Regions from separate parts of the Mus musculus genome. Here region 1 is linked to region 2. A link is a contact called in public Hi-C data. All regions are on one chromosome and are shown on one strand. Each heading gives the region's core, a stretch centred on a gene start, on an enhancer-like site or on the middle of the called end of the contact. The rest is flanking DNA. Distances are from core to core; before and after follow the strand shown. Region 1 overlaps Alk (anaplastic lymphoma kinase). Region 2 overlaps Alk (anaplastic lymphoma kinase).

What was found. Hi-C and Micro-C count contacts between places; a contact is called where the count stands out from the background.
Region 1: a Hi-C map of the 63-12 cell line shows a contact between it and region 2, with 1.7 times the contacts expected there. The contact joins two enhancer-like sites. A contact is called at or near these places in 1 of 39 promoter capture datasets (the C10 cell line) and 5 of 484 Hi-C or Micro-C datasets (the 63-12 cell line, the C10 cell line, embryonic stem cells and 1 more).

What each region holds. Positions count from the first base shown.
Region 1 is chr17:72,586,008-72,589,108 of GRCm38.p6, forward strand. The region is part of intron 1 of Alk (anaplastic lymphoma kinase); the gene reads right to left. Among named protein-coding and RNA genes, the nearest start is that of Alk, 17 kb to the right of the region's middle. Within about 2 kb of position 1,839, at least 9 of the 459 cell types and tissues checked have an H3K27ac peak or open chromatin away from gene starts, as enhancers often do. A contact at or near this core is called in the 63-12 cell line, where this site is marked.
Region 2 is chr17:72,521,046-72,523,857 of GRCm38.p6, forward strand. All of the region lies in intron 1 of Alk (anaplastic lymphoma kinase), which reads right to left. Among named protein-coding and RNA genes, the nearest start is that of Alk, 82 kb to the right of the region's middle. Within about 2 kb of position 1,531, at least 11 of the 459 cell types and tissues checked have an H3K27ac peak or open chromatin away from gene starts, as enhancers often do. A contact at or near this core is called in the 63-12 cell line, where this site is marked.

The DNA of each region.
Region 1 (3,101 bases), core at 589-3,088, 65 kb after region 2:
CTTATCATAACTTATTATTTACCAATTACACGAGAACCAGAGGCAGGTCTCATGTCTCACCACCGATCTGTGAAATTCTAACTGATTCTACACCTGATTTGGGGGACAGTATCTTACCAATGATGCTATCGCATCTGTCCAGGAACTAGGTTAGAATCACAGGATACTGATATGAAATGAAAGAGATTAGAATTCACTTATTTGATAAGACACAAACCAAGACTCGGGACACTTAGGCGACTTTCCCAGGTTCAAACAGGACAGCCTGGCACATCCTCCAAGAAAAGCCTGATTCCAAAATTCCTAGTACAGAGCCTCTCTCCTTCCGCTGCTGCCAGTCAGAGGACATAGCCTCTGACATCACAATTAATTATTGAGGTATGAAGCATTTTCTGCTATGAAGGTGAAGGACTATCTTAAGAACTAAGAAATGCTCTTCACAATTTCAGCACTTTTGATGTTAATGAGGCATGACCTGCTGTTTCCGTGCGGAATCCTGAAGTGACAACGTAACAGGTGATCTTCTAACAACTTTTAACTGAGTCTCTTGTTTCTTTTCAATGAGATAAACTCTAATTGCAGAGATGATTAGATCCTGGTAGATTATAAGGAAAAGGAGCCACAAAACAAAGAAACTCTTCTATTAACAACAGTTAGGAGACAGAAGACACACAATAACATGTCCAGTGCTTTAAGAAATTCCCCACAGTGGACTCCGGAGCTGGGTACCCAGCCCAGAACTAACTACAGATTCTTTTCAAACACAAAGTAACCCTGTCCCCTTTCAGAATTACATGGATTAAGTCACAGTTACAATTCCTTTAAAAAAAAAAAGTCAAGCTCAGACTCAAACTGCTGCTTTTAATGCCTATTGAACAGCAGGCTGAATAGAGCACTACTCGAGGCTCAAGCATCAGAGCTCTGTCAGGGGTGTACGCGCAGTCAAAGCAAGGTAACTCTCCCTCTGTTTTAGCAACAGAACGTCATTAGTAAAATGAGGATAAGCGATACAAATAAGCACACACCTTAAAGTACTTTGTACTGAATCAAGAGAGGACATAATGATTTTGAGTCTATCTCTGGGAGTCTCCGTACCACGTTACTCAGATATGAAAAATGAAAACACAATTTTGGGGCTGCAAAACACTTTCTTGATGTTATCAACTGTTCTCATTACCTACCGGGAATCATTCACCACTTCTGTTCTGTCCTGACGTCTCACGTTTCTCTATTTCCCATTTTCTGTTCTCTGCGAGTGTAAACATCAGAACGTGTGATGATCCTTAAAAGGCCTCGTGGCTCTCACAGGCTAGAGTCTTCATGCAGATGAGGCTTAAGTCAGAATTATGTTTCTTGCCTAAATATTTAAGAACATAAATAATGTCTGGGCACCCTAGCTGTCATGTTAAGCTATTTGACATTTATTGTTCTGAGGAAAAGAAAGGTCAGATGTATCAAGTCTGCATTTCTGCTTCATGACATTTTTTTCCTCCTATACGCTTCCAAATTATAGTATTGAGGCTCATACCATGAAAGGGGTTAGGGGAGAAGGATAAGGAGAAAGAGAGGGTGAACAGGAAGAAGGGTTGAGAAGGGAAATCTTTACTCAACGCCTTTCTCACCTCACCTGCCCACCATGACATAGGCATGTTTAATACCTTCTGAGCTGGTCCCAGTGGCTGCATCCGTCTAGCAGAAGAGTGGGTACCAGGACCCTGGAGCATAAAGGGAAGGCAGCAACCATGGAAAAGAAAAATATGCATGGCTTCATGATCTATGTAGCATGACCTGTGGTCATACTTCATGGAGCAGATGGAAACCCTCTGGCCCCCACCCTTCCTTTCTGCATGGCTCTCTGCACACTTGTCTTCCTGTCTCAGAGAAGGTAGTCATGGTTTTCACTGAAGTTTCCCTGCCCGTGGTTTGGCACATTTGTACACTTAAGGTCAAAACAGGATATGCAGAATAACTGACTTGAGTCATTTTAAGGGTCCTAATGTTGAAGAGAGGATAGTACTTGTCAGTGGAGCTACAGCCCAGGTAACAGCAATGACATCGAGATTCTATTTGAGACTGAAACAGGCTGAGTTCAAACACTCCGTTCTACACTTACTGTGACCCTGAGCCTTAGTCTCTTTATGTTGGAAATCAGAAGTGATATCAAAACCAACCATACAGCATAACAGTATGGATTAAAATTAAGAACTGTGTCTAGCTGCTATGCTCAATATTAAGTGACAATGGAGTAGGATTTAGCTGTTGTTAGACATCTTCCCAACTACTCCGTGCAGCAGTCACAGGGGATAGAAGAACTCCATTTTGATGGAAGACTCCAGAAACAAGTGGATCTAGATGGAATGGTGCCCAAAAGCTCGGTGAGATTCTTCAATGAGCCAAACATGGTGTCACATATCTGAAAACGCTGTGCTCAGGAGGCTGGGGCAGAAGGAACTCAAGCTTGAAGCTAATGTGAACTCCTTGAGAAGACAATGCTCCCCCCCACCCCCAAAAAGAATAGAGTATAAGGACACATATTGCTATGTGTATGGAGTGCCATTAGGAAGGCTATTGCTTTATATGTTAACAAAAACAAATTCTATAATCTCTGTGCAAAATGATTTTGCTACAGAATTATCCCTTTCTGTCTAACACCTGTCTTTCCTTCTTTATAGTTTTCATCCTCCTGGTGTTAATATGAGGAGTCTGCCTCTAACACACTTTGCTTCATTCTGACCCACTATTCAACACAAAACACAGCCTTTCCACTGCTTCTGAAACACATGATTCCACAACACCCCTTGATAAGGAAGTTTCTCCACCTTTCTTAATAAACGCTCTTGCCAGTCGTAGCAGTAATTCTGTTCCACTGTGTGACTGTGAACTTTGCTGAAACTAAAATGTTATCCCTCTTTTGTCTTCCTTCTTCCTCTTCCTCCTCCTTCTGGAAAACCTATTTGCTTTCAATAATTAAACTGTCAAAATCAGGTAAATAGCTCCTATATCTATATACACCTTGAGTTCTCCCCTGTTGTAACTCTGTCCCACACAGCCATGTACATACCAGAAAATCTCATCTTCTCCAGATGCCCCCAGTAATTGTA
Region 2 (2,812 bases), core at 281-2,780:
TATCTTTTAAACTGTTTGCTAAACAACGGGCAGGATATTTATTGTTCCTTGAAGGGAGGAATAATGCCCTACACATCTTTTATTGCCTCCTTCACAGTTGACACCGCATTTGGCAAATAGGTACGTGTCAGCATATGCTTGAAGACAAAATACCTAACCCAATTGCAGGACCCTGGCTCTGCTCTCAGTTCTAAAATGTGTATTCATAAACCTTCAAGCAACCAGTCACAGAAAGGACGAGCGACTAAATGAGTCATGAGACATCTTCCTTCCTTCTTCACACGTCACTGCAGAGTTGTCTACTGATAACCTAGCTTTAGTCAGACTCCCGGCCAACCCTCTATTCTAAACACACCCCTCAGGAACATTTCTGTATCTCTCTTCTGGTTTGTTTCCTGTTGAATTTGTGCTGAATATTTCTGTTGAATATTACAAGGGCAACTGTGGCCACGGTGTGGTTGATGTGGGATCTTAAGTTCGGCGAAGGAGGAAATCAAGACATGCACACATACCATGCCAATGAACATGGGCTATTAAGTTCCTGCATCTGTTAGCAGATGGACATTTGTGGGCACAGCATGGTATGCAAAGCAGTTTTACTGCGTTCTCTTGCCTGACCTGCACAAATCACAGCAGGTGAGGACTGTGGATCATTCTGTCATTATACAGAAGCCAAGGAGCCTCTACCCAATGTGTAGAGGCTAAGATTGGGCTTTTATTCTGCCTGTTGGCTACTGCTGTTGGCTCTCACCTCCTCCGTACTGTCTTAACTCGTTGCTTATCAAAGTGAAGGCCTCATTCCCACCACTGCTAAAACAACAGAATCAGGCATGCATTGTAGGACAGGATTACCTCCTCTTAAGAATAATTCAGATGCAGTTTCTTCAATATACTTTCAATAATTTGTAGTAATAGGAAGTTATACCTTAAATGATCTTAGAGGGGCTTGGCAAGATGGCTAACAGATCACGGCACTTGCCGTGCAAGCCCGATGGCCTGAGTTTGCTCTCCGAAAGGCACACTAAAGTGGAAGAAGAAAAGGAACTCCACAGAGTTGTCCCCTGACTTCTACACACACATGTGCACATACATAGTAATACTAATAAAACAGTATTTTCACAAAGGTCTTAGAAAGTCAGACCCACAACTCCAGTTTCTCTCTAGAATATTTTAAACTAGAAAAAAATAAAATGATGCCCAGAAACATTATATAACTGCTTTCCTTGGATGACACAGGGAACATAATCAAGGCTTTAACATATCTAACATGCAAGTGTTTTATAAAGCACTGTCAGCTAATGCCAGAAGAACGATCAATGTCCTCGCTTGCACGCAGGGGGAACCTTAAAGTCTCTCAAGTCCAAGTCTCCACCAATGCAGGAGAAGGCAGGTCTTTCCTTGTGGGCTTTCCCATCTGACTCCAGCTCCATCCTTCAGCAGGAGATAACCATATGTCTCTACCATTCCCACAGAGCTTCCTGGGGGTGACTTCCACCGAATTTTGCTCAGTGTTCTCGGGAGCCCTCTATTGGCCTTCTGGGTAATAACAGGCAGCCTCTGCTTGGGGTTGTGTTCCCATGGTCCTAGGAAGCTGTACCAAACAACACAGGCTGTTCATTTAAGCGCTATCTGAAGCAGAAAGGGGAGGGAGGAAATCCATGCTTGCCAGATTCAAACAGGCAGAGCTGGCCGGGAAATAAACTTCCATTTTCTCAGCTTCCAAAAATACACATCAACACAAGTTAATCCCCACACAAAACTCTGCCCTGAATCAAAGGCTTGTCTGGTCTTTCTTGCCAGTGACTGCTCCCTCGTTCCTATCCGTGTTCTGACTCACCTTTGTCCTTTACTCTCACCCGAGGCAAGGGGACAGAGGACACCAACCATGCAGATCATGCCTTCTCCAACCCATCCTTCCTTTTTCTTTATCCCTCTTCCTTCCTCTTTGCTCTCTTTCCTTCTCTCTCTCTGTTCCAGTGAATTTCCATCAGGTGTTAGAAAGACGACCCCCAACTTAGAGCCTGCTGTTAGGAGTCTGAAATGCTAGGCTCCTGGGGTTAAGGTTCGAGGAGGATGATTCGCTTGTATGGAGGAGGGAGGGGTTTATTGGAAGGGTCCCTCGGGAATTCACATCCAGCTCAGGAAATCCGATGCTGGGAAGTGCATCTGAGTGTGGTTCTGCTCTACAGGGCCCTTGGATTCTTGAGCTGCAAGACACCCAACCACACCCACTTTCTTTGTTCCTTTTTGCTTATGATGTTGACCCCACCACCACCACTATACAAATGTTCATTCTCTAAGGAAAGGATTACAGTAAAGGAAGAGGCCCGAGGGAGGCAAGAGTGCGGTAGGTAGAGGATGTTTTAGGGAAGCACGGCCCGCTAGATTGGCAGCATGTAGGAGGCAAGATGATGGGTGAGGGCAAATAGGCTGTGGGAGGAGTCTCCGGCATGAGTTGTGATTAGGGGAACGACTGATTACATCATCCTCTTTGGTGCTCCTCACAGCATGGAGCACATGCTGGGGCTTACCACACAGGACAAGGGGAGACAGGAAGGAAGCCCTGCACAACCAGGGTTTGTTTATCTTCATCACTACACCAAGGAGACCATGGTGGTCTCAGCTACAGTGTGGTATTCCCTGAGACCCTGGAGTTGCAGAAACTTCCCTTTAAGGCCAACTCCGAGATCTCTCTTGCAGGAGGGAAGTGAGTGGCATCTGGGGCATGAGGCGCTCAGAAGTATTTGAGTGGCAGAATGCAGAGAGGAATGGGAACAATGGACCAGTGCTCCAGCACTAAGGATGGAGCAAA